Regions from separate parts of the Ovis aries genome. Here regions 1 and 2 are each linked to region 3. Evidence: chromatin contacts called from public Hi-C data. All regions are on one chromosome and are shown on one strand. The core of a region is the stretch at or near the end of the contact, and the rest is flanking DNA. Distances in the headings are between cores, read along the strand shown.

Region 1 (3,220 bases), core at 637-3,136, 170 kb after region 3:
ACATTTAGGAGGCCAGCACATTTCCTGTGCCTTGCCTGCAACTCTTAAGCCAATATTTACGTCGTCTTTGGGATTCTATTTGTATGGTAATTTAAAAATAGGGTTCGGACTTACAGCTCACCTTTCTCCTGAAACTCTGAAAGCACATTAATTTTCTAGACAGTAAAATAATGCAGTAATTAAATATTACCATTTCTTTTAAAAAATAAAATCTGGTAATGCCTAACAAAATGGGTTTTTCAAAACATGATGTAGGTTTTCTCACAAAACTACACCCCCGGGAAATTCCTGATTTTGAATGTATGGAAGAGACCATGAACTCCATCTCAACACAATGTAAGAAAAATTGACTTCTTAAATTGCAATAATTTTCTTGCATTTAAAATCTCCATGCTTCCCAGCTTGGCTGACCCAAAGGCCCTCCCATGTGCGTCTTTGGGGAAAGGCCGAGAGGAGCTGGGATGGTTTGTTTGATTGTTTATGAAGCTTCCCGGACCCCTTTCTCACGGTTCCAAGTTGGAGCGTTTGTTCTGCCTTGCAAACTTCTTCCAAAGGAGGCCAAGCTTGGTGACCCCGTGACCCTCACCCTTGGGTCTGCAAATGAGTTCTTGGTAGGAGTGGAGCCCAAGATTCCCCCACGTGGAAGAAGGCATGGGCCCCCTAGTCGGCCTTCCAAGGGCTCCTTCTCCACCAGCGCCAAGGTGGGCGGAGAGAGTCCCTGGCCCTCGGCTGAACGCCAAGGCTGGAGGAGACGGTGCTGGGTTTCAACCGAGGCCGCCCAACCGCCCCAACCAAAGCTCAAGAGGGCCCCCTTGTGGACACTTCCAAGAACAGCCCCGTACGTGGTGTACTTCCCCCAACGCCGGGGGCTGCGACCCGGGACCCCCCCACACCTCCGCACCGCTCTCAGACCCAAAGGCACCCAAGAGGCGACCAACAGTCTCCATTCCTCTCTCCTCGAAACCTAACTATTTCCGTGAGACAGGAGGACTCTTGGCCCCTCCAGGCAAGACCTGGTGGACAACCAAGCTTCCCAAGGTGCCTCCCCAAGGTCCTTTGTCCTGAGCCTCTTTGCGGGAGTCTTCACGGCCGAGGACACAACGTCTTCTTTCTTACTGAACATGTCAAAGCCTTGTGATTGCCTTGCCAAATTCCTGTCCTATAGAACAATGGAACCTTCAGTCTTCTGCCAGGAGAGCGAACAAGGATTCGATGCAACTGGAGACTTCTAGACACACGTTCTGTTTCGCAAACACTGACTTGTAACTACAGCCCTCAGGGCAGCGCTAGAATGCTCGGTGAGACCCAGGCAGGTTCAGAAGCCGGGAGAGATCTCACGCTCCAGCACCCCACCCCATGCCACTTATTACTCCCCTCAAAGCACAGGGCTGAAATTTGGTATCTGTGGAGAGTATGGACCAAATTTGGTATCTGCTGCATGCATGCCCAGTCATGTCCGGCTCTTTGTGACCCCATAGACTGTAGCCTGCCAGGCTCCTCTGTCCCTGGGATTCTCCAGGCAAGATCACCGAATTGCCATTTCCTCCTCCAGGGGATCTTCCCAACCCAGGGATGGGACTCACATCTCATGTCTCCTGCATTGGCAGGTGGGTTCTTTACCATTATCGGCACCTGGGAAGACCCTTCGCTCCCCACTGCAGTCACCCAGCAGTGGCTGGGACAACCCCACCCCAGAGGCTCTGGGCCAAATGTCAGGCATTCTCTTCCTGGGGTCGTCAGCCACTTTTCCCTGAGAGAAGGCAGGTGCTGGTGAGGGTGAAGCAGGAAATTTGGTATAAATTATGAATATCTACAGGGCCAACGTGCAGATCTGGGAACACAGGCACTCAAGTCGAGCTCAGGAGGACATGTGTCCAAGACACCAGAACATCTGGGTGAAAGAGGAAAAGCTCCCATGAATCATCCGGACGCCTTGGCTGTTTGGAAGCTGCTGGACCTTGGCTGGGAATTCCCAGTTTTCATCCGGGTAGAAGACCCGGCCAGAGAGAGGAGTGATTAGCATTATCATGGGGCTCAGGGAGTTTTGATGGGAACGGTTTTCGTGCTGGAACATTCCTAAGCAAACAAACAAATTAAAAAAAAAAAAAAAAAAACCTGGCTGATGAGCCAGGCCTGGTGGGCCAGACTCTGTCTCCCAAATCCCCCCTTCCCTTCCCATCCCATGATCTCTGCATTTTCTCTCCACTTAGCAGGAAACACTCAACACAGGCCTTGGGGAGAGATCTACGTGGTCAGCCAGTCCTCTCGACAACATGTTTTCAATTTTGGAAACACAAACATAATAAAACAGTCGCCTTCTCCAAGCAGCACCTATAACGTCCACCTTTTCCAACGATCACTTGGTCCAGCCCAGGCTCGAACTTTTCATGGGAAACAGGGTAGATAGTGACAAACCAAGTACGTTCCTTCCACAGCCTTTCAACACACTGACATCTGAGTCTGAGGCCCTCCTGCATCTCAGAAGCTCAGAATCTGTTTTCCTAGGCAGATTACTGCTAGGGAATCCCTCCAGAATTTCTGCTCCCTCAGGAGGGACCATGTCCTGAGGGAGCAGAAAGTTGCTCCCTCAGGACAACTTTAAACTCTCCAAACTCGCCATGCAAAGGCAGGTACATTTCTCAGTCCTGGGGAGCTGCAGGGCTGGGGAAGCTGAGTGTCCTTTTTCTAGAGCATGCCATTTCTGAGTTTCCCAAGAATACAAAGTCTATCTTGCCCAACCCCTCCCCGACAACGCCCCTTCCCACTGGCCTTGAAGGCAAGACCCTCAGATCAGATGGATAATGAGATTCAATTAAGGCCAAATGAGGGCCATATGAGGGGTGTGAGGGCTGGCCGTCCACAACAGAGGGGGAAGTTTAGGCTCCTTAGAATTCTCTAAGTTTGTATTCATATTTCTGTGACTTGCTGGTGCTGTCACCGCATGTCAATCTGTGACCTTCTCAGGGGAGTTTAAATGGAAACCTTGCGTGGCTTTTGTGCCGTGGCTGCCTTGCAAAGCACGTCTTTTGCTGTAGCAACGTGGTGACGGCTGCCATCTCAACAGCCGGTTTCTGAAGCTTGTTGGCCAAACATCCTCTGTGTGCTGTTGCACGCCAGCATTTCTCAGTGTGTAAAGGGCGGCCGCCTCTAATCAAGAGAGGTTATTTTGGGGTGGGGATTTTTATTGAAAACGTGCATAAGCTTCCAAGTACAGACATTC
Region 2 (3,651 bases), core at 586-3,085, 190 kb before region 3:
CGGCGGTCTCTGGCCCGCCAAGCACCCGGGGACGGGCGGTGGCGGCCAGGACTGGCGCACAGCCGCGAGGGGCACTGGCGCCGAGGCCCCGCGGCTGCAAATTGGCAGCAAAGGGTCCTGGGCTCCAGGCTCCAAGTGCCTTAAGCGCCGCGCGCGCGAGAGACTTTCCGGGAGCGGGCAAGTCTCCGGAGTTCTCACCCAATCCCTGCCAGGTTACTTTTCGCACATTGCAACAGTGTCGCTACAGCGCGGTGGCTCTGCTTTCCGAAAGTTGGCGCGAGCACTTCTGAGCCACGTTTTTGGCACCCGCCGTGGCCAACTGGTTTGAGACTAGTTTCTCTAGAAGGGGAAAAAGCGCATAAAATAAGTGACTTACCCGTGCCTTCTGGGTGTACAGCTCGAAACCTGGGGTGCGCCCGGGATTCAGTTGCGCGGGTCCTGGACGCCAGCTCGGAGACCTCTGGCTGTTTCCAGAGGAACGCAAAGACGCCCCACCGTCCAACAAGCGTTTGGCCACCTAGGCGCCCACCGGCACCCTGGGGGAGATCTGGGGAGCCCTTCCCAGTTGGTTCTGTGCCCCTGCCCCTCCCGGGCTGGCTCACTGAGCCCGCTCTCTTCCCGCTTCCCCTCTAACCTGCTTTTCCTCCCTCCCTTCCTCCCGCCGGTCCTGCACCGACCCCAGACTCCCCAGTTTAGCAGTGGGCAACCAACCTGGGTCAAAGAACACAAGGAGAATCCGGGGCGCGTCTTCCATTAGTGACGCCGGATGGGGATGGGCCCCCTTTTGGAAGGGGACTCGGGGGATGGGTCGCGGCGGGTGGGCTTCTTCGGCTTGCAGCGACGCTGCTGCTCCTTCTCCTCCTCCTTTGGCTCCTCAGACTCTTCGGGGTCCCTCGGATCCTTGTCCTCGGGCTCTTCCCGTTGTCTGGGGCTCTCAGACTCCTGAGTACTGGGCGGCGCACGACTCGGGGAGGCGTCGGGGCTCCGCAGCCTCAGGGCGCTGAGACGCTCGGTGAGAGATTGGTGGAAGGTGGGGCGCTTGGGCACCACGGGGCCCCGCTCGTCCTCGGGCTCGGTCTCCGGCTCAGTGGTGGGGGCTGTGTCAGACTCGGTCTCGAATTCGGTCTCGGACTCGATTTCAGACTCGGACTCGGTCTCGGATTCGTAGTCGAACTCTTCTTCCTGGTACTCTGGGCACTCGGGAAGGGAGGGCTCGAGGTCTGTGTCCTCGTGGTCAGATTCAGGGGGCTCGGGGAATACCTGGGCTGCAGAGCGGTGGTGGGCGTTCAGGAAGCTCCGGCGCTGGGCAGCCGCGCGCTGCTGGGCGCGGGTGCTGGAGGTGGCAAGGGCGCGGAGGAGCGCGATGGAGCAGGAGAGCCAGAGGAGCGCTGTGGCTGCCCGGCGGCCTATGGGTGGGCACAGATCGTTGTAATTGTGGCGAGCTCGGCGCCCTAGCTGAGGTCGGGATCTACGATCCATCCTCACGCACACTCGGCGAATCCGACCCACCCTCTGGCTCTGCAGAGAGCAGCTCCGAAGCGCATCGGCCGCTAGAGCCGAAAAAGGTGCTCCTCGCGAGGGAAGAAGCTGGGTCCGGCGGTCCCAGCCCCACCTCGGCTCGAGGGGAAAAAGGGAAGCACCTACCTTCCTGACCACTCAACTTTCTAAAGCTCCGCGCCTCTGCTTGCCTCTCTGGGCATAAAGAAAGGATGGGAAAAGGGGTGGGAAAGTCCGTCTCCTCCGGGGCCCCTCTCTCTAAGTCTTAGACTCTGTAGCCTAAGACTCCGAAGAGGTGCCTCCGCTGGTCCTCTCGCCTGGGAGAGGAAAGAGGAGACTGAGGCGAAGACAGACGGGGCTGAGAGGTTCTGCAAAGTTGCGCGCCCGGACTTCTGCCGGGCATGTGCAGTAGGGAGGCGGGGGCGGGTCCCCGCGCGCTGCGCGGTGGCGCGGAGCCGAGGCTCAGACCCTAGTGGACCGGCAGGTGGCAGGAGGGAACCTTGTTTGAAAGGTTTTGAAGGACGCGAGCGGCGGGGGAACCAGGCGTGTGCCATGGGGCGAGCGAGCCAGCCAGCCAGCGAGCCACAGGTTAGAGTGTTTGCGCAGCGGGGCATGGGTTCTCCATGGTGTCCGGACCCCTCCCCAGCTTCTCCAGGGTTATTGATAAACTGAACAAAGCCTGAAGCAGCTAAAAAATTTGCAGATATTCTGTATTCTGGAGGAATGAGCGTCTGTACATCAGTATTAAACTATCCAGTCCAGGGCATTTTCCAAGGGCTTAATATTATAGTTGGAAAAGGGTAATCTCAGGCAGTCATTAATCGCAGATCTCGTCTAGAGACTGTAATTTGAGACGTTTCCAGTCCTTTCCCCCCAGGTCTGAAGCGACTAATTAATTACGGATTCGCTAAGAAGGACAACCACAGACAGACGAAGTGATGGTTTACACGTCCCCAAACCCGTTGGTGGGCCACCCTGAGCTCTAGCTGAGAACGCGGGCTGAAAGTCTCTCTTTGCCCAGAACATCCCTCAAGGAAGATCTGTGCTGATGTTCAGTACGTGCAAACCAGTTCGCCGACCCTGGAGGGCGCTGCAGGGCGTCCGGCTATCAAGGAAACCGCCGGGTACCGTTCACAGATCTTTTCATAAACAGGTTTTCAACAAAGTGCGGTTATTCATCAAATATTGAATGCCTAGCTCTTGCCAACCTCTGTTCTAGGTGCTGAAGATGCTAGAGTAGGAAGAAGAGGAAAGGAAAGGCAATCTTATATTAAGGAGAGAATCTTTAGGGCTAATCTTATGTTAATCAGAGCATTAAACCACTTAGGACTCACTCCTTACCCATCAGCATTGTTTAATCGAGTATGCATTCTACGGTATGAGAAAATTTATTGGGTCAACCAGAGTATTAAGGCTAGGGGACAGCTAGACCCCCTAGGTCATACCGTTGAACCCCAAAGGAGATGAGACCATCTCTTGGCCCTGGAAAATCAAATGAGCTCCGTGTTCTCCTGGAGGGGGTCCCTGGAGTGGTCCTTGCTCGGGAAAGGGTGGTACTTTGGAAGCTCAGGGGTTCCAGTTGCAACTTGACTGCTGCTTCTGCCCACCTTATTCAAATACGGAGCATCCCTTTTGCCCTAGTGACAGGTCCACCAGTGGTACAGCTCAGCAAAACCATCTTCCTCAAGTCTGCAAGCTTCCTCAAATCCTGCAACCAGCAAGCTTCCAGGTGGCACAGGTGGTTTTTCTTGTCTTTGAGTCAATGTGGTGGAGACGTCAAGAGTCCATGAGGTGATTCTTTTCCTTTTCTTTCTTTATGGCTCTGCTGGGTCTTTATTCCTGCACTTGGACTTTCTCTAGCTGTGGGAAGCAGGGGCTACTCTTCGTTGTGGTGCTCGGGGTTCTCATTGTGGTGACTTCTGTTGCTCAGCGGTTGTGGCACACAGGCTTGGTTCCTCCATGCCACGTGGGAGCTTCCCGAACCAGGCACTGAACCCGCATCCCCTACATTGGCAGGCGGATTCTTAACCACGGGACCATCAGGGTAGTCTCTCCTCTATGAGGTGATTCTGCTTTACCTTCTGTGGTAGTCCACAGTAGAGTGCCCTGCATCCACAGCGGTTCCTCAGCATGGTGGGGTGCACCCTCACCCCT
Region 3 (3,324 bases), core at 793-3,292:
ACAGATGGCCAATTTTTTTGTGAAGCATTTAGATCAAGTCATAAAAAATTTAAAAGGAATATAGTCCCTAACAGGTGAAGTAAGTGTGAGAGCCCCCAAACTGCTTATTGTCAAGCATAAACCCCAAGAATCTAGTCTTGGGGTGATTTTACTCTCCCCCCAATGCTGCTTCTATTCAAACCCAACCTGTCTACAGCCAGGAGCCCCCCCCTTACAAATTAGTTTCATAACTTTTCAATTTAGGCTACCCAGAGCTCATCATCACCCTCTTGTTTAGACCATCTGCACCCATTTCCTTGTTCAACAGAGCAAGAGACTGAGGTTTGGACGGGAAAGTAGCCCTTCATCATAAACAAACAGGAAAACAACAGTCATCCTTCCAGGCCCTCCCTCTAAGAGATTCTACAGCTGGGCTAAAGAAAGGTTCAGGTTAATTAAATCAAAATCGTGGGCTATTTGGGGGGTTAATTTTCACATACACATCACGTTCGAATTAAAAAGTTCCTATGGAAGAAAGAGCTTTATTTCCTGTCTGGGAAATAGAAAACGAAGAAGCAAGCACCTTACAGCCTCACAAACAAGAACCCCCATGAAAAACAGCAAAGCAATTATTCACAGGGAACACGGGCACACAGAGGGCTTCGAGACCATTTAAAAAAAAAGAACACCCCCCCCCCCAAAAAAAAAACACCCAACTCCTTCCTCTCTAGCGAGGAAGGCATCGTTCATTTGCAAGGATTTGGATCTGCCAGCCTGCAAACCGACCATCAGAACCAAAGTGAGGCTGTCTGCGGGGGCGGACGGGGGAAGGAGGGGGGCGCTTAAAACAAAACGGAACAAAAAGGCTTCAGGAAAAAAAGCCTCCAAATCTCAGTGCTAAAACATATGTAAATTGAAGGCGCCGGTCGCGCGGGGACAACCGGGGGGGTGGAAGGGGGAGGACGGAGAGGGATGCGGAAGTGAAGAGAGCGTGCAAGGCAGAGGTGGAGCAGGATCTAGATGCTTCTTCCCCAGCCAGGGTTATCGAAGCTCGCGGACCCCAGCCAATAGACCCCGCACTTCCATGCTAGTCTTATTTTCTTTTTTAAACAGAGAGACAGACACAGACAGACAGACAGGCAGAGCCGCAGTGCACACAGGGCGTGTGTCGGAGAGGCCGCCTGGAGACTCACCGCAGCAATGCTACGTGAATGCAGAGGGCTGGAGGTGGTGTGACTACTCACTTGCTCGGCTAACAGCTGCCGGTTTTGGATGGAATTATTCCGCAACAACAAGAAAGCGTCGGTTAAACGCCTCGTGGCCATGTCTCACCCTTTGTGACCCCCAGCTCAGGGGCCCCCCGCCCACTTAAGAATCCAGGTTTATTCACTTTCTTTCTCTTGGCCTGGCCTGGTTCCCTTCTCAGGCCTGCAGCCGAGCAGGTGCTGCTCTGTGCTTCCTCCAAGCGCAAAGACCCCTCCCCAGCTAACACCTCGGCTTTCCAATTGTCTGACTCCCCCTACCCAGGGCCTGCCTTCGATCTCTAAGCACTCAAATCCCCCCAATCCTTGCGTTGCTAGCCAACTTCCCAGAGACCCCTCCCCAATCCAACCTTGGATCTACAAGCGTCTAACTGGCCAATCCGGCTTTGGACTGGAAGACTCGGAAGCCCCCTACCACATCAGTCTCTCACACCCCCTAGGGCCCGAGCCTCATGTCTAACTTGGCTCACACGCGTCTGGGCCGTGCTTTCAGGCCTGCCTCTGGCTCAGTTTGCCCTCCAGAGGCCTGAGAGGCCTGCTTGAGGCCCCTTTTTGGACAATCGAACCAGGCCTGGGCCCTGAACGCCTGCTGCTTCCTGCTGGGGCCTGGTCTGAGCCCTCTAAGGCCGGGGCCCCGACCTCCTGACCCCTTCCCTTTATGGGTGGCCTGGTCCTCCACTGCCACAGCAGGCTGCCGGCCTCCAGGAGGGCAGCAGAGCCTGCCTCCACGGCCTCCTCACTCCTCTTCTTCGGCTCCCTCCATCCCCGGATCTGACTGCTGCTCAGCCCCAGGGCCGTTTCCGTGCTCTGGGTCCCGGGTTCTGGCGTTCCCCCCTGGCCCTCTTCCTGTCCGTCTCTCGAGAGTGCCCCCCTGCGACGTTCACAAGCCTTGCTCGCAACGTTCCGGGCGCGGGAGATCCCTACCCCCCTGCCCCGGGTCATGGGAGCGCTCCGCCCTCTCCCGGGGTGCAGCCGGGACGCTAGGTTCCCCCTTGCCAACTGGGCCCAGGCGCTGAGAGTGGGCCTTCGGGCTGGCCTGAGCCTCGAGAACGTGGCCCTCACGTTACAAACAACTGCCAGGGGCCTTGGCGCGCTTATTAGAGTGGAGTCGAGAGGCAGGCAGATTTGGGCTCCAGCAGAACCGAAGTTTGAGACGCGCGGAGTTGGGGCGGGAGAGGAAAAGTTGGAGACGACTGCCTCTTGGAGGCCGAGCACGCTCCACTGCAGGCGGCGGCTCGCGCTCGCTTTTTTTTTTTGTTCCCCCAAATCTGAAAAAAAAAAAAAAAGTATCAGGAAAACAAGCAGGAGAGGAAAAAAAAAAAAAAAAGCAAAAGCTCCAGCTAGAGCTGCAGGCCGCCTGGGCCGTGCCGCCGCCCGCAGTCGGGGGGTCGTGGGGACCTGCCCGGCTGCCGCGTTCTGTAGGGGGCACTGCAGGGTTGTACAATCTCAAGTGGAAAAGTTCCCGAAACTTTGACAGCCCCCCGCCCCCAACCACTTCTCCCTGCCTAGTGGGCCCGCGCGCCCCACACCCCTAGGCCGCTTTCCCGCCCTGGAATGGGGTCGGGAAGCCCCCCGCCACCCCAGCACTTGGTTGCGGACTCGGGTTGGCGGAATTTGGGCAGAGGCTGAGCCGGGGCGCATTGGAATCGAGTCGCCCGAGCCCGAGCGCGGCAAGCAGGGGGCCAGGTGATCGCCCCACGAGCGAGGCCCGAGTCCTGAGGGGTGTCCTGCCCCGGCCCACGCCACGGGCCGTAGGAGGCCACCCTACTGGCCGCACGAGGTCACCTCCCCGTCCCCCCCGCCCCCCCCAGCCCAGCGCCCAGAGGCCGAAGCCCGAGCCAGAAACAGCTTGGGCCGGGCGTGCGGACCCGAGTGGGTCGGGGTCGTGGAGTCGGGCAACCGCGCCTCCCAAGGGGCTCGGGGCTGGGGCGGCACCGGGTTCCTTTTCCCGGGGCGAGCGGGGACCACCGTGGGGCCGCCGAGCCGCACTCGAGAGTGTGGTCTTAACAAAGGAAAATCGCCCGGCACCCGGGAACGGCCCGATCCCTGCAATTGTTTCTGCATGAAACAAACTTTACACACA

The links. Hi-C and Micro-C count contacts between places; a contact is called where the count stands out from the background.
Region 1: a Hi-C map of tail adipose tissue shows a contact between it and region 3, with 4 times the contacts expected there. The contact joins the enhancer-like site here to the promoter of STX16 in region 3. A contact is called at or near these places in 3 of 16 Hi-C or Micro-C datasets (hypothalamus and tail adipose tissue).
Region 2: a Hi-C map of tail adipose tissue shows a contact between it and region 3, with 2.4 times the contacts expected there. The contact joins the promoter of GNAS here to the promoter of STX16 in region 3. A contact is called at or near these places in 3 of 16 Hi-C or Micro-C datasets (hypothalamus and tail adipose tissue).

Annotation. Positions count from the first base shown.
Region 1 is chr13:57,572,260-57,575,479 of ARS-UI_Ramb_v3.0, forward strand. All of the region lies in intron 1 of APCDD1L (APC down-regulated 1 like), which reads left to right. Among named protein-coding and RNA genes, the nearest start is that of APCDD1L, 31 kb to the left of the region's middle. Within about 2 kb of position 1,887, at least 4 of the 54 cell types and tissues checked have an H3K27ac peak or open chromatin away from gene starts, as enhancers often do. A contact at or near this core is called in tail adipose tissue, where this site is marked.
Region 2 is chr13:57,217,696-57,221,346 of ARS-UI_Ramb_v3.0, forward strand. It overlaps GNAS (GNAS complex locus), which reads right to left and starts at 1,836. Exons shown (of 12, transcript XM_060396963.1): 1 at 712-1,836. The coding sequence starts at 754. It overlaps LOC101102411 (neuroendocrine secretory protein 55), which reads right to left and starts at 1,836. Exons shown (of 2, transcript XM_060396969.1): 1 at 712-1,836. The coding sequence starts at 1,479. The coding sequence ends at 754. LOC105606221 (a long non-coding RNA gene) reads left to right here. Exons shown (of 4, transcript XR_009595953.1): 2 at 1-3,651.
Region 3 is chr13:57,405,395-57,408,718 of ARS-UI_Ramb_v3.0, forward strand. STX16 (syntaxin 16) reads right to left here and starts at 2,043. Exons shown (of 8, transcript XM_004014438.5): 1 at 1,224-2,043. The coding sequence starts at 1,304.